2 separate regions of the Danio rerio genome follow, and region 1 is linked to region 2. The links are chromatin contacts, called in public Micro-C maps. All regions are on one chromosome and are shown on one strand. The core of a region is the stretch at or near the end of the contact, and the rest is flanking DNA. Distances in the headings are between cores, read along the strand shown.

Evidence for each region. Hi-C and Micro-C count contacts between places; a contact is called where the count stands out from the background.
Region 1: a Micro-C map of caudal fin shows a contact between it and region 2, with 8 times the contacts expected there. The contact joins the promoter of sugct here to the promoter of inhbaa in region 2. A contact is called at or near these places in 4 of 18 Hi-C or Micro-C datasets (caudal fin, embryo and an unstated tissue) and 1 of 4 datasets of contacts at active chromatin or transcription factors (caudal fin).

Annotation. Positions count from the first base shown.
Region 1 is chr24:3,486,606-3,490,703 of GRCz12tu, forward strand. sugct (succinyl-CoA:glutarate-CoA transferase) reads right to left here and starts at 1,391. Exons shown (of 14, transcript NM_001430886.1): 1 at 1,230-1,391; 2 at 545-596; 3 at 361-434. The coding sequence starts at 1,347. gyg1b (glycogenin 1b) reads left to right here and starts at 4,029. Exons shown (of 7, transcript NM_001002062.1): 1 at 4,029-4,078. The coding sequence starts at 4,072.
Region 2 is chr24:3,229,604-3,233,710 of GRCz12tu, forward strand. inhbaa (inhibin subunit beta Aa) reads left to right here and starts at 2,791. Exons shown (of 2, transcript NM_001362254.1): 1 at 2,791-3,579. The coding sequence starts at 3,165. It also overlaps a transcript of sugct not described here.

The DNA.
Region 1 (4,098 bases), core at 141-2,640, 260 kb after region 2:
GCTAAAGCTCAAGGCATAACAGTTATATGTGACATTAAAATTAGAATTTTTATTGTATAAACATTGAAAGTAAATTAGCCTAAATGCAGATGTCTACTTTAATAAAATAGAAAGTTTTCTACCTGATTTGAAATGAAAAAGAATATTGAAATGATGTATTTAATTATTTATTTTAGTTGAAAAGGTTAAAGTATAAAACTATAATAAAAGTTTTCAGTTTTTTTGTGATTGAAAAACAGTTAGTCCACCAAATTCTGATTTGATTCTGAAGTAAATCATGGTTATTGTGGCGTCAAAAAAATATTACAAATAAAATAAATAAAAATACATTTAATAACTTTACCACAATGTTGCACATACCTGGTCGCTCAACCTTGATCACTTCTGCTCCTAAATCTCCCAATATCATAGTAGCAAAAGGTCCAGCCAAAACCCTGCATAAAAACCATAAAGCAAAAAAAAATATATATATAAATATTCACTATCAAATAACATATTTTTTCTATATTTAATGGCGAATTTGATATGAATGAGGGACTCCTACCTTGTCAGATCTAAGACTTTAACGCCATCTAGTGGTCTGATCCGACCTTCACCTGCATTCAAGGAGAAATTCATTTAGTGTAAAGTAATATTTACACCCTTAACAATCATTTAACCAATTTCAATTGTATTCTGAGAAATTATTTTATTTAAATCTAAGCTACAACTATATAATAATCCCATTTAAAAACAGCACCAAAGCTAAATTCATCACTTGGATCAATGTTCAACTTGATTATATGATTAACAAAACACTGAAATCATACGTTATCTGACTTGTCAAAGGGCAAATGGGTTAACAAGTAACTTCTTAATCCTTTAAGAATTTAGTAAGAAACTAAATTTACTTGTTTATTATATATATTTAAGTTATATACTGCATATGCATGTGTGTTTGTGTGTATACGTATAAAAGATAATCAAACAGGTGTGCAGTCACAACATCTTGCTAATTGCTAAATATCATCTACTGTCTCCTATGGAAAACAACAATGTCTCCATCAACGTATGTCATCAACTGAAGTGCTAAAATGTCAAAGTAAGCAGTTGTACACCCGTTTTTCGAGTATTAAAACATTCCTGCACACTGATGATACTGTATTATTATCATCATCATCATCAGTCCGCACTCGTGTCGTGTGCGCGTGCACTGTTAGCGGGATAATGGACAGTTGAAAACATGCTACCTTGCAGCTTTGAAGTGAATGGTCGTCTTACATTCACACAGTTCGTCTTATTCGCTTGTAGAAACTGTGATGTTTTGCTTAGATGAGATAAAACTCTGATAACAGCGCTTCCCGACATGTTGACTCAAGGTTTACGCAAGCGACGTCAGTTTAAGCCGCGCCCCCTCTGCGCGTTCACAAGAGTCTTTGCAGATTTTTTTTTTTCATATTCGCACAGCGGGTTAGCTCGAAGAAAATATTTGGTTCGACATATTTGACAGCTTATAAACTGTTGTTAATGACTGAAATAAAAATAAAATAAATGACATGAGTTTTATTTTCCTTCGGCCGATTTTGCGTTTGAAAATTAGGATGGATTTTTTCTTTCATAATATGCATTTTTGTACTGTCTGTTTTGTTTGCTGTAACCTGATATACTAATGGAAATCCACCATAAAAATCTGGAGGAAAAATTAATCCGAATCACCGATAATCGTAAACGCCTGATTGGGTAGTAGTTATGACTCATTATCATACTTCCCCGGTTCAGTGATTACATTTAGAATTGCAAACATGTCATGTATTACAAAATTTCTAAAATATTTATGTTTAAATATACAAATGAGGCATGTTAATGGTTATAATGAATTATACTGATAATAATAATAATAATAATAATAATAATATCTTATTATTTATTAAAACGATATTATTATTATTATTATTATTATTATTATTATTATTATTATTATTATTATTATTATTATTATTATTATTATTATTATTTTAAAAGACATGCACACACTTTCTTACATTTATAGCACAAAAATCTCATCATTACATCCAGTTCAAAATTGTTGTTTCTTTGGACCCATTAAAGAGACAGTTATGGGAATACTTAACATTTAGATAGAAAATATTGCACAAAGACAGAAGAATAATGACAATTATAATGTTCACTGTTAAATAGATGATAATGTTGTATTATAACTGAAATCTACAAAAAAATAAAACAGCTAAAATGCGATACAGGAAACTGCTAGAATTGTATTTGGGGTGTTTTTTCCATTAGTCTGAAGTCTAAAAGCCTAAAATCATTGCACTGACAAGTGCATCAAAAAACTTGCAGTATCTCGCGATAATATAGTCTAATATGATATATTCAATTATATTTAATTACATTTTATTTAATTAATTTTATTTATTATATTATTATTTATGTATTGAGGTGGCGCAGTGGGTAGCATGTTCGCTTCAAAGTAAGAACGTCACTGGTTCGAGCCTCGGCTGTACAAGTGTACAATATCTGTGTAAATGAGAGTGTTTGGGTGTTTCCCAGTAATGGGTTGCAGCTGGAAGGGCATCCACTGTGTAAAACATACGCTGGATAAGTTGGTGGTTCCCCTGAATGTGGCGACCCCTGATGAATAAAGGGACTAAGCCGAAGGAAAATGAATGAATGAATGAATATCAAATGCAGATTTATTATATTACAATACAGCGCTCGGCATAAGTTTACCCCTCACAGATCAATATTTTAAATTCATATTTTCAATATGAAGCTATACAATATTATATCTGTGCTTATATATTAGATTAGTCAAAACCCAAATCTGGAGCTTATCTATCAGAATAACTTACGTTAACAGTCCAAAAACAAGTACAGCCAAATTTGAGTTATATAAAACTATTAAATACACATTTTAAAAAGAGGAAAAATCAAGAGAAGCAAAAAAAAAAAAGAAAAAAAAATTGTAGTTTGTAATTTATTTGCAATGTTTTACTTGAATTGAATTGTTTATTTTTCAACTTCTAAATTTGTTTGTTTGGTGAGTCTGGTGACTACAATATTATTTTAATAAATATATCTGTTTAATAAATCTGTTTTGTTAAAATGCAAATGTCAAAACACATAGCCTATATTCACTGAGAAATGGAGAAAAATATTCATTTTCTAAATGGAGAGTACTCAATTATGCTGAGCACTGTATATCTTATTACAGCACAAATCCATATAGTGTCTTTTTCTGGTTTACAAAAAGACGTCATGACATCCTTTATCTACATGTAATACAAAGTTTGTGTCAGTAAATAAATACCTTAACGCCAATAAATTTATTAATTTTATAGTCAATCAAAATCAAAACTACTCTGACCAGCAGGGGGCAGAGGTGACCAATACAGCTCTATTCTATTCTATTCTATTCTATTCTATTCTATTCTATTCTATTCTATTCTATTCTATTCTATTCTATCCTATTCTAAAGCTTTGGTGACTCAATATTTTCTGCATTTTTTATGTTACAGTTATTATATAATGTATTTATATAATGTTTTTAAAACAGAAAGACAGTCCTAATATCTTCTGCAACTAAAGGATTACTAGTAAAGTGCAGTGTATATCTGTTCACTATTTTAGAACAGCAAATCTATTCAACATACAAGCAACCACGCTATATTAATTAGCTAATGCATTATGCACCGTGAACATCAAAAAAATACTAGCTATACATGTTTTTAATAGAATATTCCAATGTATATTAGTTATTAATACATTAATATATGCACACAGTTTATAAAAGTATTTAAACAACCTAAAAGTATGTTCTTCCCTTTCCACTTATTATAAATTACACCTTGGGTCTTGTAAATCTGTCAACTACCCAAAAACACACACATATGTAAAGCCACACCCCTAAAACTATGTCATGAACCAATCACGGTTGTGTCCGCGGAGGCTTTCTGGTCACGTGATTGCTGGCAGTATATATAGCCACAGTCTGGGCTGGTATAAATGAACTGCAGTAAGAGAAACAGAGCCTCTTTGAGTGAAGTGACACTGCTGCTCTGACAAATATCAAGCATGGCAGGTATGTGGAAATTAACACGC
Region 2 (4,107 bases), core at 1,541-4,040:
TGTTTTTTTTAATATAAAAGGAAAATGAATGAAAAATAAATGAATTAATTCATTAATAACATAAAATAATAAAATTAAATTAAAAATTTAAAAAATAAAACTAAATTAAAATTAATAAAATTAAATAAAATAAAAAAATAATAAAATAAAATAATAAAAAATAAAATGTAATAAAATAAAATAAAATAATAAAAAAATTATAAAATAAAATATAAAAAAATAAAGTTAGTTTAAAAAGTATTGCCATATCAGTGTCCAGACATAGTACGGATACTAAATAATTACAAATACTTGAGGCCAAAGACCAACGATGATTTGATTCAAAAGCCACCAAAAAAGGAGAAAGAGAAATATGTGACATTAATAATACTATTAATAATGTTGCGTTAACTTATGTTAGCAAGCCTGACGACTTAAAAACATCTGGTATGAGTTACCTACAGTATGGCTGTTGCTAAACTTTTTATGAATACTATGATTTTCCCTCATTCATCTTATTGTGCAACAAGTTAGTCCCACACGAACATTACAATCACCGTGTACAGTATTATTTATATATACAAACTGTACATTTTGTTAAAAAGCCAAGGAGCTATCATTACTGCGACTGTATTGAACAACATAACTTACTAACATTTGACAATTTCTTCTTTCAGCTGATGTGTGTTCAATGTATAAAATATTAAATGATCTTGCACCACCACCTCTCAAACAACGTGCGACTGTCTGCAAGGACAATACAAGTCTAGGTCATCGCTAGGCCACAGATTTTTACCCCATCGAGTCTATTTATTTACTTGTGTAAATGTGTGTAAATTCGGTTTTTAAAAATTATTTTCAGTAATATTATTGACCGATATGAAAGCGTTCCTTTAATCTTTTTACGATACTGTTTATGAAGTAATATTTTCTGTCTTTTAGTAGACATATTATATGATATCTTTGCTTTGTTTAACAAACAAGTGGATCTAGATGGATTTGCATTGTAAACATTAAATAAAAATGAATAAGGCATTCATTATTATTTCTTTTATTACGTTTTTAGTTACGATACTCCCAAAATAGTTCTGCATAAATCCGCAGATTTTTAAAAATTTTCTGCAGAAATAGTAAAATATGTCAGCAGATTCTGTCAGGCCCTAGTCATCGGTTAGAGGTGATTGTTCAGTTAAACTCAAGAGAAATGCTTTTGGACCATCAGTATTTTCAGTCACAGCAGCAGATAGATGGAATAAAATAGCAGTGCATATTAGACATAGACGTAGTCTACGTGAGTGAATGGGGGTGTATGGATGTTTCCCAGTGATGGGTTGCAGCTGGAAGGGCGTTCATATTTTGGATAAGTTGGCGGTTCATTCCGCTGTGGTGACCTCTGATTGGTAAAGGGACTAAGCCGAAAAAGAAAATGAATAATTTGCTCTATGCAATGAGCAAGTCTCACCACAAGAGGGACTCCTAACAATAATATGCTGAAGTGATACAAACTCCATGCCAGAGAAAAGACTACGGTAACCCCACCTCAAACCTAATGATACATTCAAACAGAGTTCAACAACTTCTAAACTAAAGCTGCAAAGTAAATAGACGAATGAATCCTTAAGGAAAAAGAAAGACGAACTCAAGACCGATAGATCCCTCAGGCTGAAATATGACAAAACCAGAAGCTGACTGTGCCAAAGCAGACTGCAGACACTGACCTCAGTCAGCATCACGGAGGAAGGTGAGTCTCCTGAATCAGAACTTTGAGTAATCCCACACTGATCATCATCATCATCATCTTATATGGTAAAAATATCTACTGAACCCACAGCACGCGGTGACTCGTACGACTGCGGGATCCCTCATTCATGTTTTGTCTGATATGCAGACGAACGACCCACGCATGCCCTCAACCCAGCCCGATGATGTCACAACCCAGCTGCCTGTCTAGCTAAGAACTCCAGACACATCTGTATTCCGCCAATTAAACAGGAAGTCAGCCTCCCGGGCACTTCCTGGTGAATCTGCTCACAACATGTGTTGCAGCGGCAAGGGGAAGAATGGAATAGTGAACATGCACTTCTTTAACGTGACGTCAGAACCATCAGTCTTGAAACATTGAGTGACAATCCCCAGTTGACCAGAAAGGGAACTCTTGTGTTACCTCATATTTCTTAAGAACTTCAACATACTTCAGGGTTGATCACTTGCCAAACTTAATATAAATATATCTGGTGAGCTCCAGTGTCTTCGATCGGTTTAAAATGTATAAAGGGAAACATTACAGCACTTGAAAAGACAATTTACCCACTGTTTACTCTCCTTTGTGTTGTTAGAAACTTTTACGACGCAAAAGAAGATGAGCTGAAAACCTGCAACCGTTTTAATCCACAGTGGACATATTCAAAACATCACTCGAGTAAACATTCTTCAAAACATCTTCTTTTGTGTTCAACAAGAGAAAGAGAGTCAAAGATGCGAACGGAGTGAAGCATGAGTAATCGATGACAGAGTTTTGGCTGAACTCTCTCTTAAACAGCAAATCACTTGTCATGACTGAAGCAAATTCAACTACGTGGTCCATAAAAAAACCCTCCAGGGGGAAAGTTACTCTGCCCTACAAATAGAACAATTAGAAAATAAATAAAAAGGAAACGTAAAGAGAGGGAGGGAGCAAGAAAGAGGGGAGGGAGGGGAGGGGAGGGAAGTATAATTACTGTGTAAGAGGGAAACTAGAGAGACAAGGGAGCAACAGCCAGCGAGAGAGTCCAGCCCTCTTCAACAAAACCATTCAACTCCTGCACAGTGAGCAGTCCCAGACCTCTTACGAGCGCACCGCTTCCCTGGGGCACATCCAGAAGCCGACTGCCCATCCCATACAAACTTCCCGTGGACCTGGAGAGGGAGAAATCCACTGACAGAACTATTCCTACTTGTCGACCAGCATCTCTTCTCGCATCTCGCCAGCAAGGATTACTCTTTTTCCTGACTTTTCTTCCCCCCCTTTACCAGTTCTTACTTTTTTTGAGTCCTCTAAGATTGCACTCGCGCACAGGCAGACGGACTTTACTGCCAGCTGTTGGCGACTGACCGGATTCCAGTCTTACTTTGAAAGGAACTTTTTAAACTAAGTTTTTGTTTTACTGCGAGCGGTGCAGCTTTCTTCAGACACCTTTTATTTAAGGATGTCCCCTCTGCCTCTACTGAGCGGGATCCTCCTGCTGCTAATCCGGTCCTGCTCCCTGAGCGCCATGGTCACCAAAGGGAGCCTGCCGATGTCCGAGCAGCAGGCGGGCGCCACGGTGTGTCCATCCTGCGCGCTGGCACGGTTTCGAAAAGGCGTTTCGGAGAGCGAGGACGAGGGAGCCCAGCAAGATGTGGTGGAGGCAGTGAAGAGGCACATACTTAACATGCTGCACCTGCAAGAGCGACCCAACATCACACACCCGGTGCCTCGTGCGGCGCTCCTCAACGCCATCCGTAAGGTACACGTGGGACGGGTGGCCAAGGACGGCAGCGTCCTGATTGAGGACGAGGCCAGCAACCGCGCCGAGACCGAACAGGCAGAACAGACGGAGATCATCACGTTCGCTGAAACCGGTGAGTCCAAATTTTTGACTAGAGGGCGACCTTAGTCGTTAAATACCTTCATCTGTTCAGTCGTCCCTCGGGGGATGAAACGGGAGAGCTTGGTTTGTAAAGCTGTTTAACTTAATATGAGCGTTCAGGGAAACCTGTTGCCGCTGAACAAAGTCAGCTACGCTGCGGCAATTCGCTCCCCCCTCTCGAGGCTCCTCAAACCTCCCGCTGCTTTTAAAGAATCGGTAATTATCAGTGAGGGCCCCCCCCCAGGCTTCCAGCCGTAAGCTCCGCACAGGAGCACCTCTCCGGGGACTCTCTATGTAGCTTCCCTATGTGACTGAAGAGGGTTGAGAGAAAGAGAGATAAAAAAAAAATCATAACACAGAAGAATAGAAAAGGACTTCTCCATAATATGGGAGGGAAAAAAAGGCTGTTCGGTTACTGCCTTTGTGTCGGGTTTCAAAGGCAGTTGAAATAGCATTGTCGGCTGCAGTGAGAGCTGTTCAAAGGTGCTGTCAAGCCCGTGATGTGAGGAGAGATTGGGTT